Regions from separate parts of the Sus scrofa genome. Here region 2 is linked to region 1. A link is a contact called in public Hi-C data. All regions are on one chromosome and are shown on one strand. Each heading gives the region's core, a stretch centred on a gene start, on an enhancer-like site or on the middle of the called end of the contact. The rest is flanking DNA. Distances are from core to core; before and after follow the strand shown. Region 1 has its middle 17 kb from the start of ZDHHC19. Region 2 overlaps TNK2 (activated CDC42 kinase 1).

Evidence for each region. Hi-C and Micro-C count contacts between places; a contact is called where the count stands out from the background.
Region 2: a contact with region 1 is called in a Hi-C map of skeletal muscle, with 5 times the contacts expected there. The contact joins two enhancer-like sites. A contact is called at or near these places in 10 of 47 Hi-C or Micro-C datasets (blood, embryonic fibroblasts, fetal heart ventricle and 6 more) and 2 of 2 datasets of contacts at active chromatin or transcription factors (alveolar macrophages and skeletal muscle).

Annotation. Positions count from the first base shown.
Region 1 is chr13:133,887,460-133,892,059 of Sscrofa11.1, reverse strand. No RefSeq gene overlaps it. Among named protein-coding and RNA genes, the nearest start is that of ZDHHC19, 17 kb to the right of the region's middle. Within about 2 kb of position 1,974, at least 26 of the 83 cell types and tissues checked have an H3K27ac peak or open chromatin away from gene starts, as enhancers often do. A contact at or near this core is called in skeletal muscle, where this site is marked.
Region 2 is chr13:134,122,122-134,126,721 of Sscrofa11.1, reverse strand. TNK2 (activated CDC42 kinase 1) reads right to left here. Exons shown (of 13, transcript XM_021070192.1): 12 at 4,174-4,600; 13 at 1,896-2,709. The coding sequence ends at 2,617. LOC100155748 (a long non-coding RNA gene) reads left to right here. Exons shown (of 3, transcript XR_002337860.1): 3 at 1,790-1,901. Among named protein-coding and RNA genes, the nearest start is that of TNK2, 42 kb to the right of the region's middle. Within about 2 kb of position 2,086, at least 1 of the 83 cell types and tissues checked has an H3K27ac peak or open chromatin away from gene starts, as enhancers often do. A contact at or near this core is called in skeletal muscle, where this site is marked.

The DNA of each region.
Region 1 (4,600 bases), core at 725-3,224:
GGCAAAGGACGCTAATGATTCATCAAATAAGCCCTGCCTGGGGCCCGGTCTACCTCAGGGCTTGCGTCCAGACCAGGGACCCTCCCCTTTCGCCACTAAGAAATGGACTCCCAGGAGGGCAGGGCAGGAATAGCCCTGAGGACCCTCTGGAAAACTTGGTCGTTGCAGAGAGGGAGATGAAGGCTGGAGGGCTGTCTAAGGGCACGTCCACAAAAGTAAGAGCAGCACCTTCCCCGCAAACCATTTTGAAGATTAAATGAGATAAGACAAGGGATTTCCTGTTGTGGCAAAATGGAATCGGCAGCGTTTCTGGAGCACCGGGACGCAGGTTCGATCCCTGGCCCGGCACAGTGGGTTAAGAATCCGGCATTGCTGCAGCTGCAGCATAGGTCGCAACCGTGTATCAGATCTGATCCCTGTCCAGGAACTCCGTATGCCAAGGGCGCAGCCCCCCACCCTCAAATAAGTATAAATGAGATAATAAAAGCCCAGCACTTAGCCCACAGTTAGCATTCAAACCAGTCCTGGTATTGTCATCACTTTTGTGATTTTGCCCACGGAAGCCAAGTTCCCAGGCCTCCAGGAGAAGAAAGAGTGCACTCCCTGCTCCAGCCCAGGCCTCCGATCCACCTGGCGCCTCACCGTGGGGTGGAAAGGGCCGAGAAGCAGGAGGCTGAGGACCCAGCCTGCCTGGCCTCTCCTTGGCTACCTGACCCTGGAGACAAGCCCAGCCGAACCTCTCCCCCAGCATCTGTGCCTTGATGCTCTTCTCACTGAGAAATAAGCTAGATATTCAGTGTGGGAATTTCCAATTTCAGCAGCAAAACTGTCCCGACCCGAAGCAGCTGGGGAAAAGCGTGTGCCTGGCGCAGAGGGGGAAGCCCCGGTCAGAGACAGACAAAGGCAGCCTGTGCCAGCCCTGCCTCTGTCCTGGCCCAGAGTTCTAGAAGGTTCCATGCCCAGGCCCAAGGGCTTCCAAGAATCACAGTTGAAAGTTATTACTTGAAAGCTGTCAGACAGTCTACTTGGTGTTCCTGGAAGCTGTGGTCCGGGGAAGGTGATGAGGGATGGGCCGAGAGGGCCGGGGCGAGTGAGCAAAGCAGAGCATGGAAGACGCTGCAATGAGGAAGAAGAGGCGGAGGAACAAGCGAGAGGGGAGACCGAGAGGAAAGGGGGGAGCAGGTGAGGCAGAGACAGCCGCAGACAGACGGGGACACACAGGGAGGCCACAGAGAGAGGATGGCTCCAAGCAAGGCCAGTTCACAGGGCTCAGATGATCACAGCTTTGGCTACTTTTAGCCTGGGACACTGCCAGGCCTAGAAACAGACGCGACAAGGTGCTTTCTTAACAGGAAACTCCCTCACCCGCGTGGGAGGGCAGAGCCGTTGGGTGGTTATCTTGCTGCTCCCTTGAACAGGCTCAGCCCTCACCCCCAGGCCCCCTCGCCTGGGGGACACAGACTTGCTTGCGTCTCTGTGAAACTCCACTGCTCAGGGCCCCTCCGAAGACGCACCCTGCCCCTTGGCTGCCCAGCCACCAGGAAACCCCAAAACGCAGGAGTGGGACTGCTGTGGCCACAGTGACTGGCACCCCGAAGGCCCCAGCAGGTCCCAGAGTTCGGGCCCTGGCATCCCCGGGATCCTCTTATGGGGACAAATGCAACCCTTGGTTAAGCACCTGCCACGTGCCAGCACTGGGCCAAGCTCTCCACGTGCGCTGCATAACAAATCCTCAGAAGGGCACAAGGAGAAGTGACGATTTGTCTCACTGGACAGCAGGAACCCAGGCAGGCAGGCTGGCTGCAGAGCCCACCACCACCCTCAGCTGAAATCGTCTGTAAATGCCTAAGAAGCCCAGTGTCATGACAACGGTTAAAGTTTTGGCTCTGTCGCCTAGAAGCAGGGTGACCTCGGGCAAGCGGCTTGTTTTCTCAGTTCTGGTTTCCTCATCTCTAAGACGAGAATAACAACTTCAGTGGGGGGGGGGGTTATTGTGAGGATTAAAGGAGATTGTGTGACCCATAGAGCCCAGGCCCCACTGGGTGGGGCTCAGTAAAGGTTCATTACCCGGGATGGGCCTGCAAACCTTCAGCCTGGCCCCTTCCCTCCACCGCGCTCTGGGTGCAGGAACTAGCGGCAGATGTGGGCATCGCTGGAGCATCACTTGGGTGCTGGGTGCTGTGCCCACATGCCCAGGAGAGTCAGCCAAGGTGGGGCCTGTGCTCTGGGAGGTGTTAGCATTCTGGCCCCTGGTCCCATGCTGCAGCTACCTCCTCTGCCCTATCTGCCCCTGCCTTGCCCCATCCTCGAGCCACTGGCAGGGCCCCCTTGGGTGGGGCGGGCAGGGCAGGGCAGGGCTGAGCACAAGGCAGCAGGGCGGCATTATCGCTCCCAGCAGAGCTGGAGTCAGAGTTAAGCCTGTCTTTTTATCATGTCCCCAGGCCTGTGCTGACATGCATGGCCTGGCTCTGTGGGGGTGGGTGGGGGGCCCTATGGTGGTTGCCCAAGGCCTTCCTCCTCTGAAATGGTTCCCAGAGCAGGAATGGGAGAGGAAAGCTGGCTTGGACACCGTGTCATCCTAGGCAATCCCTTCCCTCTCTTGAGAAAAATCTATAAATTGAGGGTGGAGGGGCAGCTGAATAAGGTGGCCTCTAAGGCGCTTCCAGCTCTAAAGAGTTAGGATGCTGTGGCCACCTGTAAGCTAGCCATGTGGCCACCTGTGAGCTAGCCATGATGGTCAACCTGTTTACAGACGAGGGACCTGCGGCCAAGCAAAGGGAAGAGACTCGAGCCCACAGCACACTAGCTCATAGCAGAGCTGAGTGACACCCAGGCCACCTGACTCCCAGCCCAATGCTCTTCCCACCCTACACATCCCGACCTTCTAGAAGGAAAGGTCTGGAGAGGATGGGGTGGGGGTGGGGCTGCCTCCTCCAGGCTCCCTCTCCTTCCATCAGGTTCCAGGAATGGGCTGCGGCTGAGGTCCAGACATGTGGGCACCTGGGAGCCCTGGAGGGTTTGGGGTCACTCCTTGGCTCCTGTCCAAGGGACAGCAGGGCTTCCAGAGTGTGTGGAGAGCTGGCCCCATTTTCAGGCCTTGATAACAGCCCTTCCCATATCAGGGGACCAAGGACTGGGAGGGGTGTGCCTGGGAATCAAGGGCAGGTTGGGCCGAAATGAGGAGGCAGAAAGGGAAGTAGGGGAGTGCCCATTGTGGTGCAGCAGAAATGAATCCAACTAGGATCCCTGAAGATGTGGTTCTGATCCCTGACCTCACTCAGTGGGTTGGGGGTCCCGCATTGCTGTGGCTGTAGTGTAGGCTGGCAGCTGCAGCTCTGATTCAACACCTCGCCTGGGAACTTGCATATGCTGCAAGTGCAGCCCTAAAAAGCAAAAAAAAAAAAAAAAAAAAGGGAAGGTGGTGGGAGGCCTCCAGCCTGGCAGGAAAGAGTCTCTGAGGGGTGCCCAAGGCTTTGGTGAGAGAGTGTTGAGGGGAATCAAAGCAAGAGCCAGGTCCCACCTACCCCTTGAAGAGCAGAGCAGCCTGAACCAAGAGGCTTTCCTAAAGAAACTCTAGAAATCTCAGGCTGGGAAGAACCTGAGAGACCCAGAACCTACATGCCAGAGCAGGGGCTGGGGAGGGGTGGGGTTGGATCGGGGGAGAGCATCGCCATTTCTGAGAAGCCAGGGAAAGGCAAGGCTGCTTCCACTTGGCTTGTAAACTTGGGCCCTACGGATTTTAAATGTGGCCATGGAATCGATCTACGACCAAGCCAGAACTGGGCTGCCTGTAGTATGCCTGCCCCCCTCCCAGAACCCAGGGTGAATCCTGAGAAAGCTGAGAAAAGGCTTGAACCCCAAGGGGGCTTGTTATGGGGGAAGATGCTGGGACTCAGAAAGAATTGGAGCCCCTGTGTTGAACGAGGCTGGCCAGGAGCCCAAGAGCCAGAGCCAGAGCCAGAGAGGTGGGTGAGGCTGGGCCTGAGGCTGCCACAGACAGGGTGAGAGGAAGAGGGAAGGATGGCCTCAAAGGGGACTCAACGTAGAAAGGACCGGAGCCATGTCCCCGGCTGGGCTGACACCTCGGGCAGATGAGCTCCTGTGCCCCCCCACCACTCTGCACACCAGCAGGGGATGTCCTTCCCTCTCCCCTTCACCACGCCCACTTCATCTGGATACAAGGGGGGTGGGAAGCAGTGGGGTCAGTGCCAGCCCTCACTTCCTAAGGCAGCAGTTCTGGAACTTCGGGGTGGCAGGACCCCAGGGGGCACTTAATAGTTCAGATGCAGATTCCTGCCCTCCCCTCAGCCCGAGATTCTGGGCCGCAGTCTGGGGCCCAAGTGATTCTAAGGTGGTCCTTGGAGGGATGCTGGGTTGAGGTGGGGAAAATAATCACAGTCATAGTGGCTGCATCCACTGTGTCCCTGGTGTTTTATATGAACCACCTCATTTCATCCTCAGGCAGCTTCCTGGGAGGTGCCATTATTTCCATTCCCAGGGTCACACGCTGGTCACTAGAGGAGTCACAGTTTCACTTGGTTCCTTCCCAATACCTGCACCCCAACACACACACACACAAACACACACACGCACGGTCCTG
Region 2 (4,600 bases), core at 837-3,336, 230 kb before region 1:
TTTCCCAAGAATAGAATCCAGGTCTAATAGCAATGCCCAAAGGTAACTTAATACTTTGCCCATTCTATATCACATTTGACTGATTTTTAAAAATTGCAGCTAAATAGAATTTAATTCCTGCCTGATGAACAGTGTACACAAAACACATTTGGATCTGAAGGCTAAAGTCCTCCCAAGCCTCAGGACCACCATGTAGGCCAGCTTTGAGCCCCAGATACTGAGAGCAACCCAGACCCATCCTGAATGGTCTTTGTTTTTTTTTTTGTCTTTTGCTATTTCTTGGGCCGCTCCCTCGGCATATGGAGGTTCCCAGGCGAGGGGTCGGATCGGAGCTGTAGCTGCCGGCCTATGCCAGAGCCACAGCAACGTGGGATCCGAGCCATGTCTGTGACCTTCACTACAGCTCACAGCAGCACCGGATCCTTAACCCACTGAGCAAGGGCAGGGACCGAACCCGCAACCTCATGGTTCCTAGTCGGATTCGTTAACCACTGTGCCACGACGGGAACTTCTGGTCTTTGTTTTTAATAAACCCAAGCTGTTAGCATCCTTTCTTATGATTTATCTCTTTTCCTAAAGTTCAGATGATATGGCAAAGCACAAAAGGCTAAATGTCTTGATCCAGTAAATTCCTAAAAACCAGTAAGAAATGGATTATTAATTTAACTTTTTAGTAGGTCAGGGCTATCAATAGGTATCTCATAGAAAGGAAATATAAATAGCACAACATTTTTAAAAAAACGTTCATTCATTCATTAGAGGGATGCAGATTAAAAACTACAGACACACCATTTTCCACCTGTCAGACTATCAAAAGTCAGAAAGTTCTGGTACCATGTGGAAAGCTCTCACATACTCTGGTGGCTGTGATACTGGGAACAGCCTCCTCCATGGGGAGAAAGTTGGCAGGATCCCTTATTACTACACACTCTGACTCAGGAGCACCAGTTCTGGGAACTCATCCTTCAGATTGCCTTCCAAATGAAGTATAACCCACATCTGCCATTTATTGCTGAAATGGCTGTAACTGCAGAGGACTGGAAACCACCAAATATCCATCAAAAGAGGCCTGGTTAAATAGGTTATAGTACATCCATATCCATGCAACCCTAAACAAGAATGGGGAAGATCTTCCAGTATGGCTACAGAGCTCTTCAAAATACTGTAGGTGTGGAGTTCCCGTCGTGGAACAGTAGAACGAATCCGACTAGGAACGATGAGGTTGAGGGTTCGATCCCTGGCCTTGCTCAGTGGGTTAAGGATCTGGCGTTGCCCTGAGCTGTGATGTACGTCGCAGACGCGGCTTGGATCCTGTGTTTCTGTGGCTGTGGTGCAGCCGGCAGTTGTAGCTCCGATTTGACCCCTCGCCTGCGACCCTCCATAAGCTGTGGGTGCGGCCCTATAAAGCAAAAATAAATAAATTAATTACTATAAACAGAATACTGTAGATGAAAAAAAATAAGAAACATACGAGAAACTGATGAGAAACAGCCTCTGGAGAGGGGAGCTAGCAGCTGGAATGGGAAATGTCACTGTATAGTTTTTGGTACTTTTTGAATTTTGAATCACATGAATTATTAGAAAAAGAAAATACTTATACATATTCAGGCCTTTCATGTTATGGCTTAACTCCAGTTAATTGTGCTAGTGTACTCTGTCATGCAGTATATCCTGCCTCAGGGAAACTCCAGAGCGAAAACCTGGGGATTCTGAGTCCATGACTCCATCAGGCCCTCTGCCAGCCCCTTACGGTAAACTAGGCATGCAATCCCTCCCTCTGTCTATACAGGTGGTGCTACAGAGCCTGCTGTCCAGGACAAATGGCAGTGGGCTGGGGAGCCCAGGAGCCTCAGGTGACTGGACAAGAAGGAAAGAAACAGGCAGACACAAGTAAGTAACATAAAATAGAAACTAACTTTATTTCTCTGGGAGAAGCAGATATTCATGGCTGGGGCAGCAACTTTGGCGACAAAGACTGGTGGGAAAACATGTAACAGCACAGGGGAAAAGCTGGGTCAAGAGGAAGCACTGGTGTCCCTCTGGGGCAGCTGCCCCCTTGGTCTCCTTCCAACCCTGGGGCCTTGGGCCCTGGTCCCTGCCAGAGAATGATCTGGCACCCTTTCTCTGTTACCTGAGCCACCTCAGGCTATCTCCAGGCACAAGATCCTAAAACCAGCCATACCAATCCCATACCATGTCCATAGTTAGGCCACAAGTCACATTCTGTCTGACAACCCCTCTGCCTGCCAGGGGCTCCCTGGAAAAGGCCCAGCCCTGGGCCTGGTACTGGCCCACTTTTCTGTGTGGCCAACACATCCTTCTTGCCCCGGATCAAGCCTGGCGTCCTCGCCAGCAGGGCTTGGTGACATACTCCAGCCACAGGCCCCACCAGGGACTGAAGCCAGAGGCAGGTCAGCTGCAGGGTCTGCTGAGGCTGCCCCCAGGCCTGCCTTCTAGAGGCTCCTTCTTGTACCTCAGCAGGGGGGCACTGAGGGCTCTGAGGTTGTAGGGACAGCGCCAGGTGAGGAAGGGACAGGCAAGGCAGGGTTCCCAGCCTCCTGCTGCCTTAGCCTCACTCTGCCACTGGGAGCAGCAGGTACAGCAGGTCCTTCAGACCTAGGCAGGGCATCTCCCTGCCCTTGTGAGATGGACAGGCTCAAGTGATTTCTTCAGGGCAGAGACCCTCTGGCTTTCCAGATATCTCAGCGCCTAAAGGAGGGAAACAACCAGAAAGCCCTCCATCAACAGGGGGATAGTGCAACAATCTTGGGTGTGAGAGGGCCTCTCAGTGCCAGCCAAATTCTATCGAAAACTGGCGGTTCTAGGCAATGATTTTAGAATTTATCATCCTAGAATGCCTTCTTTACTTTGATAAACTGAAAATAAGAGAATAACATTATAAATTATTATGCACAATGTTAGCAGTAACTAATCTGTAGTTACTGATGCAGATTCATAAGAATAACCATGAGATAATGGCTAACTTCAGTGATGGTCTCCCTTGGGCCAAACATTTGCAGTGTGGTGTCAGATGCCACCCTCATTCACTCCTCTAACCACTTCTGTGAGGTAGGCACTATCATTTACACACATTTTACAGATGAGGACCCTGAGAGATCAGGAAAGTAGCATTAGCTGATGCCACGTGGGAGCAGAAGGCTGGTCCTAACTCAGGCTGTCTGCCGCCAGAGGACTCTGAAAGCCCACACCCTGCTGGTGCCTCCCGGGGGGATTTCACCACTTTCTGACTTGATAAAACATTCATTTTTATGTATTTATATTCTATATTCCATATGTTATTTACATTATATATTTTGTTATATATAAATATATGAATTTTTATAGCAAAGTAATAGGATTTTTTAAATTAGACATTTCAAAAGGCATTAGAACCCTGTTATTTTAAAGTGAAATAGGAAATGAAGACGGAAGCCATTTCTGTTTAAATCAGTGAGTCCTACCTATACTGCTGCTCACTGGAGCCGCTCTCAGGAAGCAAGCCCCTGCACCCAAGAGAGGCTCCAGTTCCTTTTACCATTACTGTTTCTGCAAAGAACTGCCCATCCTGGGATCAGGCCCCTCCCTCCTCCTGGCTGGGGACCCCTGAGTCTCTGGCCTTGACACCCTCAGGGACAGGAGGTGGCAGGTGCAGGCTCACTTGTGGAGGGTGGGGCTGCTCACTTGTGGTGGGCGGAGCCGCAGGAGCCCAGCAGGTGACAGCCCGCCTGCTCCAGGTTCCAGTCGAACATCTCCAGCACTTTGTGGCACTCGCCTCGGGGCCGCAGACCCAACCCAAATAGCTGCTCCACCTGAAGAGCAGAAGGTGGTGCCATGGGACACGCTGGGGCTGCGGGGCGCCAGACAAGGGCAGGGCCGAGGAGAGCCAGGGAGCGGGGTCGGGAGGGGGTGAGTGGGAGGAGAGCTGCAGACCCAGTCTTCAGGGTCCCTGAAAGCCAGAGCAGGCAGGAGGTATGGTACCTTCAGATACTGGGCAGCCCTCTGCACGCTCCAGCTGTGGCTCTGCAAGGCCGCCTGGCACTCCTCTGTGGTCACCCCATGCACCATGGCCTGTAGCTGGGCACACCCACCCACCGTCAACACGACTCAGGCCCCTTCTGCTGGGTCCCTTGGGCCCCTGACCCTCCTCACCCTGCAGCCAGGCCCACTACTCACCATCTGGATCTTGTCTGCTGGGCATCCAGCCTCTGGCCCTTCCCCGGGGCAGACCCTCTGTGGCAGACGAGCAGTGGCCCTCAGGGCTGGTGGCCGGGCCCCTGGGTTGCTGTTGTTGGTGGAGAAGTTGGCCTTGGGGTCCGGGGCCGCCTGTGGCATTGGTCGAACAGTGGCAGTGGGGGCAGCAGGGGCTGGGGTGCTGGGAGGGGGCAGCAGCAGGGGCACAGGCATCGGGTCTGCCTCTTCAGGGCTCTGGGCCTCACGTAAGAAGCGCTGGTAGCGCTCCAGGTAGGGTGGGCGCTCAGGTAGCAGGTAGTAGTGGGTGCTGCTGACCTTCTTGCCATCTCGGACAATGGGTAAGATGCAGGGGCCGGCCCGGGGGCCAGGTGCCTGGATCACCTGGGGTGTGGCATACTTGGGGTCTGAG